Regions from separate parts of the Mus musculus genome. Here region 2 is linked to region 1. The links are chromatin contacts, called in public HiChIP or PLAC-seq maps. All regions are on one chromosome and are shown on one strand. The core of a region is the stretch at or near the end of the contact, and the rest is flanking DNA. Distances in the headings are between cores, read along the strand shown.

The links. HiChIP or PLAC-seq counts read pairs in DNA pulled down with a chosen protein or histone mark.
Region 2: a contact with region 1 is called in an H3K27ac HiChIP or PLAC-seq map of extraembryonic endoderm stem cells. The contact joins two enhancer-like sites. A contact is called at or near these places in 1 of 39 promoter capture datasets (liver), 1 of 484 Hi-C or Micro-C datasets (nephron progenitors) and 4 of 115 datasets of contacts at active chromatin or transcription factors (bone marrow-derived macrophages, embryonic stem cells, extraembryonic endoderm stem cells and 1 more).

The regions. Positions count from the first base shown.
Region 1 is chr5:25,556,178-25,559,746 of GRCm38.p6, forward strand. No RefSeq gene overlaps it. Among named protein-coding and RNA genes, the nearest start is that of 1700096K18Rik, 28 kb to the left of the region's middle. Within about 2 kb of position 2,019, at least 3 of the 459 cell types and tissues checked have an H3K27ac peak or open chromatin away from gene starts, as enhancers often do. A contact at or near this core is called in extraembryonic endoderm stem cells, where this site is marked.
Region 2 is chr5:25,653,115-25,656,683 of GRCm38.p6, forward strand. No RefSeq gene overlaps it. Among named protein-coding and RNA genes, the nearest start is that of Gm42234, 15 kb to the left of the region's middle. Within about 2 kb of position 1,562, at least 51 of the 459 cell types and tissues checked have an H3K27ac peak or open chromatin away from gene starts, as enhancers often do. A contact at or near this core is called in extraembryonic endoderm stem cells, where this site is marked.

The DNA of each region.
Region 1 (3,569 bases), core at 769-3,268:
TACCTGCTGAGGAAAGCTACTAACACGGAGTAGAAACAACAAATGTGAAAGGAGATGCTATCCAGACAGAGATGCCGCGTTTGGAGGTTGTCTGGCTGGGTTTGGTCCTGCTTAGGTCCAGTATTTTCTCACCATGATATTTTGGTAGTATATATTCCGTTATGTTTGAAATATGTGATATGCTTTTTTATTTTGATTTTATAGGCATTACAGTTAAGAGACTGCATGAATCTAAGAAGAGACTTTGAACTTTTATTTTTTTCCCTTTTTTAAAAATTGGGTATCTTCTTTGTTTACATTTCAAATGTTATCCCCTCTCCCGGTCCCCTCCCCCTCCCGGAAACCCCCTATCCCATGCCTCCTCTATCTACCGGCTTCTATGAGGGTGTTCCTCCACCCACCCACTCCCCCTTCCTGCCCTTGCATTCCTTACACTGGAGCATGGAGCCTGCACAGGACCAAGGGCCTCTTCTCCCACTGATGCCCGACAAGGCCATCCTCTGCCACATATGTGGCTGGGGCCCTCTGTGTGTACTCTTCGGTTGGTGGTTTAGTCTCTGGGAACTCTGGGGGGTCTGGATGGTTTATATTGTTGTTCTTCCTATGGGGCTGCAAACTCCTTCAGCCCCTTCAGTCCTTTCTCTAACTCCTCCATTGGGAGGAGTTACAGAGACAAAGTTCAGAGCAGAGACTGAAGGAACAACCATCCAGAGACTGTCCCACCTGGGGATCCATCCCATAAACAACCACCAAAACCAGACACTATTGCAGATGCCAACAAGATTTTGCTGACAGGAGCCTGATATAGCTGTCTCCTGAGAGGCTCTGCTAGTGCCTGGCAAATACAGAAGTGGATGCTCACAGTCATCCATTGGCTGGAGCACAGGATCCCCAATGGAGGAGCCAGAGAAAGTAACCAAGGAGCTGAAGGGGTCTGAAACCCCATAAGAGGAACATCAATATGAACTAACCAGTACCCCCAGAGCTCCTTGGAATTAAACCACCAATCAAAGAAAACACATGGTAGAACTTGTGGCTCTAGCTGCATATGTAGCAGAGGATGGCCTAGTTGGTCATCAATGGGAGAAGAGGCCTTAGATCCTGTGAAGGTTCTATGCCCCAGTATAGGGGAATGCTAGGGCCAGGAATGGGAGTGGGTGGGTTGGGGAGTAAGAGGAGAGGGGGTAGGGGATTTTTGGAGGGGAAACTAAGAAAGAGGATAACATTTGAAATGTAAATAAAGAAAATATCTAATTAAAAAAACAAAAGAAGAAAACAATGACTTCATAAAAAAATTTCAACCTCCCCCCAAAACAAAAAAACCCTCCTCCTTTGGGTACCCCATGCTCAGTTCAATGGTTGGCTGCGAGCATCCAACTCTCTGTCAGGTTCTGGTGCAGCCTCTCAGGAGACAGCTATATCAGGCTCCTGTCAGCAAGCACTTCTTGGCATCCACAATATTGTCTGCATTTGGTGACTATATATGGGATGGATCCCCAGGTTGGGCAGTCTCTGAATGGCCTTTCCTTCAGTCTCTGGTCCACACTTTGTCTCTGTATTTGTTCCTGTGAGTATTTTGTTCCCCCTTCTAAGAGCTTCATATGGTCTGTGAATTGTATCTTGGGTATCAGCTTTTGGGATAATATCCACTTATCAGTGACTGAATACCACGTATGTTCTTTTGTTTCTGGGTTACCTCACTCAGGATAAGATTTTCTAGTTCCATCCATTTGCCTAAGAATTTCATGATGTCATTGTTTTTGATAGCTGAGTAGTACTCCATTGTGTAAATTTACCACATTTTCTGTATCCATTTCTCTGTTGAAGGACATCTGGGTTCTTTCCAGCTTCTGGCTATTATAAATAAGGCTGCTATGAACATAGTGGAACATGTGTCCTTCTTATATGTTGGAGCATCTTTTGGATATATGCCTCAAAATGGTATAGCTCGGTCCCCAGGTAATACTTGTTGTGATCATAAGAAGAGAAAGAGCTATCAAGATATGTTCTGGCTGGGTGTGGGGGAAGGAGGTGCCTCGGAGGGCCCATGCCGAGGCATCCCTTCCCCCTGAGGAACCAGACACACACTGATATAGTATAGAATAGAGTTTATTCAGGGCCTGAAGAGGGGAGTTAAGAGAATAGCAGAGGCAGAGAAAGGCAGAGAGGTGAGAGGAGAGAAGTGGGGGCCAGCCACGAGAGGAGAGAACAGAAGGAGAGAGGAGGGAACAAGGGAACAAGGGGGCAAGAGACAAGAGAGAGACAAGAGAAAAAGAGGGTGAGAGAGAGAGAGGGAGAGGAGGGGCCAAGTAGCCCCTTTTATAGGGTCAGACCTACAGACAGGTAACTGTGGGGAGGAGCATACCTGGCTACTGCCAGGAACTGTGGGGGTGGAGTTTAGACAGAATACCAACAGGAACTGCCAAAAAGATTTTCAGAGTGGTTATACCAGCTTGCAATGCCACCAACAATGGAGGAATGTTTCTCTTTCTCCACATCCTCAACACCATCTGCTGTCACCTGAGTTTTTGATCTTAGCCATTCTGACTGGTGTGAGGTGGAATCGCAGGGTTGTTTTGATTTGCATTTCCCTGATGACTAAGGATGTCGAACATTTCTTTAGGTGTTTCTAAGCCATTAGATATTCCTTAGTTGAGAATTCTTTGTTTAGCTCTGTACCCATTTTTAAATAGGGTTATTTGTTTCTCTGGAGTCTAACTTTGAGTTCTTTGTATAAATTGGGTATTAGCACTGTATTGGATGTAGGATTGGTAAAGATCTTTTCCCAATCTGTTGGTTGTTGTTTTGTCCTATTGAAAGTGTTCTTTGCCTTACAGAAAGAACCTTTGCAATTTTATTAGGTTCCGTTTGTTGATTGTTGATCTTAGAGCATAAGCCATTGGTGTTCTGTTCAGGAAAATTTCCCCTGTGCCCATGTGCTCGAGGCTCTTCCCCACTTTCTCTTCTATTAGTTTCAGTGTACCTGGTTTTATGTGGAGATCCTGGATCCACTTGGACTTGAGTTTTGTACAAGGAGATAAGAATGGATCAATTCTTATTCTTCTACATGCTGACTGCCAGTTGAACCAGCACCATTTGTTGAAAATGCTGTCTTTTTTGCACTGGATGGTTTTAGCTCCTTTGTCAAAGATCAAGTGACCATAGGTGTGTAGGTTCATTTCTGGGTCTTCAATTCTATTCAATTGATCTTCCTGCCCGTCTCTGTACCAATACCATACAGTTGTTTTGTTCTGTTTTTTTTTTTAAGATTTATTTATTTATTTATTTATTTATTATATGTAAGTACACTGTAGCTGTCTTCAGACACTCCAGAAGAGGGTGTCAGATCTTGTTAGGATGGTTGTGAGCCACCATGTGGTTGCTGGGATTTGAACTCAGGACCTTTGGAAGAGCAGTCAGTGCTCTTACCTGCTAAGCCATCTCTCCAGCCCCCACCATACAGTTTTTTGGTCACTATTGCTCTGTAATACAGCTTGAGGTCAGGGATGGTGATTCCCCCAGAAGTTCTTTTATGGTTGAGAATAGTTTTCGATATCCTGGTTTTCTTT
Region 2 (3,569 bases), core at 312-2,811, 96 kb after region 1:
CCTTGCTGTTCCATGCACATGCGCACGCGCACACGCACACACACACACACAAACGCAAACCCAGTGAAGGATACACTGAAGAGCTATAGCATAGGATAGGACAGAAATAAAAGGCTCAAACCATAGAGGTTTATGGGCACTTTTAAACACATGGGGGGTCACAGCATTTTTAAGGCACCAGAGATGCCAAAGCCAGACCAACTCCTGTTGTAAGGATCCATGCTTCGCAGAAGAATGACACCCCAGACTCACATAGGATATAAATGCAGAGTGATTTATTCTGCAGAAGTCCAGCATGCTGGGGTCTCCCATTACCAAGATAGAGAGACTCTGAAGTTCACAGGTTCAATTTAAAGCTCCTTAGGGGAATCCCGAGGTAGGTTGGCTTTGTCTTACTCTATCACAAAGGACATTCCGTTACTGGGGCGTGGGGGCCAGCAGGAAACTGCTGACCCATTGTCCTTGCTTCAGGGCAGGTGATAGGGCAGTTTCTGACTGGCTGCTCAAAGCCAAGCCTGTATTTTTAGGTCTAGTCTCCTTAACTGTTCATTTGAAGCCTGTCATGGAATCAGCCTTCTCACTGTGTTTGCTGTGGATGCAGGAGGCAGCCCAGTCCTAGGTCAGGTTAGCAGAGGGATGAAAAGGCAGAAACTCACAGCTGCTTGAAATGAAGTCAGTGATCTCACAAACATGTGCCAAATGTTTTATGCCAAACAGTTTTCAGTTGTTTGAGATGGGGTCTCATACAACCCAGGATAGCTTCAAATTTGCTACTACCCCAAATTAGCCAGCAGCCTGAACCTCCTCCTCTATCTCCTGAGTTCTAGGCATAGAGGCAGATTAGCATTTTACATAGATTATCTTCCAGCGTTGATCATTAAATATGGAACTTGGGACACCTCCATTAGCCCAAAGGACTGCTATTACTTCTGCGCAGTAACTGGACTGCTGAACACTGGGGTCCCTGGGTCCAGCCAGCCCTTCCCAGAGCCAACCCAGCTAGCAGGAGTCTATGTGGGTCCTGAAGCTGTGGAGCACTGGGCTTCTTTTAGGACTTAGAATATCTGAGGATATCAAGTTTCCTGCGTTGCCGCCCCATGCTTTTGAGCACGCGCAGTGTCCCTAGGTGTTTTTAAAAAAATGTGTTATAGTCTCAGAGATAAGCAGGAGGGAACCGCAGTAAGGAAAAGTATCAAAGTATGCTCAAAGAACCTAAGTGTAAAACAAACAAACAAAAACAAACGTATTCTAATTCCAGAGATAGGCAAGTGGGAACAGCAGTAAAGTGCTGAAGCTTTGCTCAGTCCCGAATGTAGTTCAGATGCGGAAGATCTATCTCGGGATGATCTCTCAGCAAATGGGGTCCCTTTCTTCTTACACTGATTTGGATAGGCTCCCTGAGTGTCCTACTGATGGTCAGAGAACATTCTCAGCAAGCAGATCCACTCACTAACGAAGGAGAGAGGATGAATCAATGCAGTCCCACGGACAAAGCCTGGGCCTGGAACTCAGTGCGCTCCGCCAGTCACTCTCCAGCCGCACTGCTAAGACAGCCGAGCGGGGGCCCACAGCTGTGTGGTCATGTGGACGGTCTGCCTGAGCTGGACGCTGCGTTCCTTCCTCAGCTCCTTCCTGGAGATCAGATACACCTGAGAAGGAGCAGCTCAGGGGAGGAACGGCTTATTTTGGCTCAGGGTCAGAGGATGCAGCCCCCTGTGGTGGGCAGGACAAAGGGAAGAGTGGCCTCCAGCTGCTGCCCCAGAGCGAGGCAGCTGGCCACAATGCTTCTGTAGGCAGGAACGGGGCTACTTACTAGTGCTCTGATCGTCGTTTTTCCTGCTCTTTTGTATTTATCCTGAGACCCCAGCCTACAGGACGATGCTGCACACTTTGGAAGTGGGTCTTCTTCATTAACCCTCTCTGGAAGCCCTCTCCCAGAAGTGTGCCTCCTATGTGATTCCAGTCAGGTTGACAGCGAAGGTGAGCCATCACCACTGTCTTTCTTGGTTCTCATTGAAGTAATTCCTTAGGCAAGAAGATGGGAAATAAACGGACCGCTGTCCCGGAAATATGAAGGACTGGGGGAAACATTTTCCTAGTGGCTTGGCTCCCTGCAAGCCCCACACGGGTGGGTGTGGGGTCCTTAAGGGTGCACGTAAGACGTTTGGGCCATTACCTGGCTCCCTCTCGGGTCTCCTTTCTCTCCCACAGCTTGCCGCAGAGCTATAATGAAGTGGCCAGGGTCCTTGAGGCACAGGCATCTCCTCACTGCATGGCTTCCTTAGAACAGAGTCAATTACTGGCCTTTATTCCATTCTGTCTTTACAAATTAGCTGTGAGGTAATGCGTCTTTGGGATGGGAGAGAGGGTCCCCATGCGAGGAGACTGATGGAGAGCAGAAAACATAAGTCAACACTATTTATGGTACAGATGGAAACTTGAAGGCTTACTGTGTGCTCAGCAGCTTGGAGGATTCAGGTGCTGTCTTAGTTAGGGTTTCTATTCCTGCACAAACATCATGACCAAGAAGCAGTTGGGGAGGAAAGGGTTTATTCCACTTACACACTGCTGTTTATCATCAAAGGAAGTCAGGACTAGAACTCAAGCAGGTCAAAAAGCAGGAGCTGATGCAGAGGCCATGGAGGGATGTTCCTTACTGGCTTGCTTCCCCTGGCTTGCTCAGCCTGCTTCCTTATAGAACCCAAGACTACCAGCCCAGAGATGCTACCACTCACAAGAGGCCCTCCCCCTTGATCACTAATTGAGAAAATGCCTTACAGTTGGATCTCATGGAGGCATTTCCTCAACTGAAGCTCCTTTCTCTGTGATAACTCCAGCCTGTGTCAAGTTGACGCTCAAAACCAGCCAGTACAGGTGCATACTTTTTTGTTTAAGATTTATTAATTTTATGTATATGAGTGCACTGTTGCTGTCTTCAGACACACCAGAAGAGGGCATCAGATCTCATTACAGATGGTTGTGAGCCACTATGTGGTTGCTGGGAATTGAACTCAGGACCTCTGGAAGAGCAGACAGTGCTCTTAACCACTGAGCCATCTCTCCAGCCCCAGGTGCATACTTCTAACCCCAGGATTTGGGCTGTGGAGGCAAAGAAGATCAAGGGCATCCCTTCACTACACAATGAACTTGAGGCCAGCCTGGGTTCCAGAAGACCATGGCACAAAGGTAAACTAAACAAACATGAGGCTAAGGAGTGGCTTTGGATAGGAGCACATGTTCTTGCAGGGGAGACCCAGGGTTTGACTTCTATGGGCACCACATGCATGTGATAAAACATTTATACATCACACACAGGACAAATAACATACACTAGGTATGATGACATACATCTGTAATCCCAGCACTTGAGAAGGATCAGATGTTCAGGGTATGAGGCTGGAGAGATGGCTCAGTGGTTAAGAACACTGGTTGCTCTTCCCTAGAACTAGAGTTCAATTCCCAGCAGCTACAGAACAGCTCAGAACTGTTTGCAACTTCAGCTCCTGGGGATCTAACACCCTCACATACAGAGACATACACATAAAACACCAATGCATATAAAATAAATA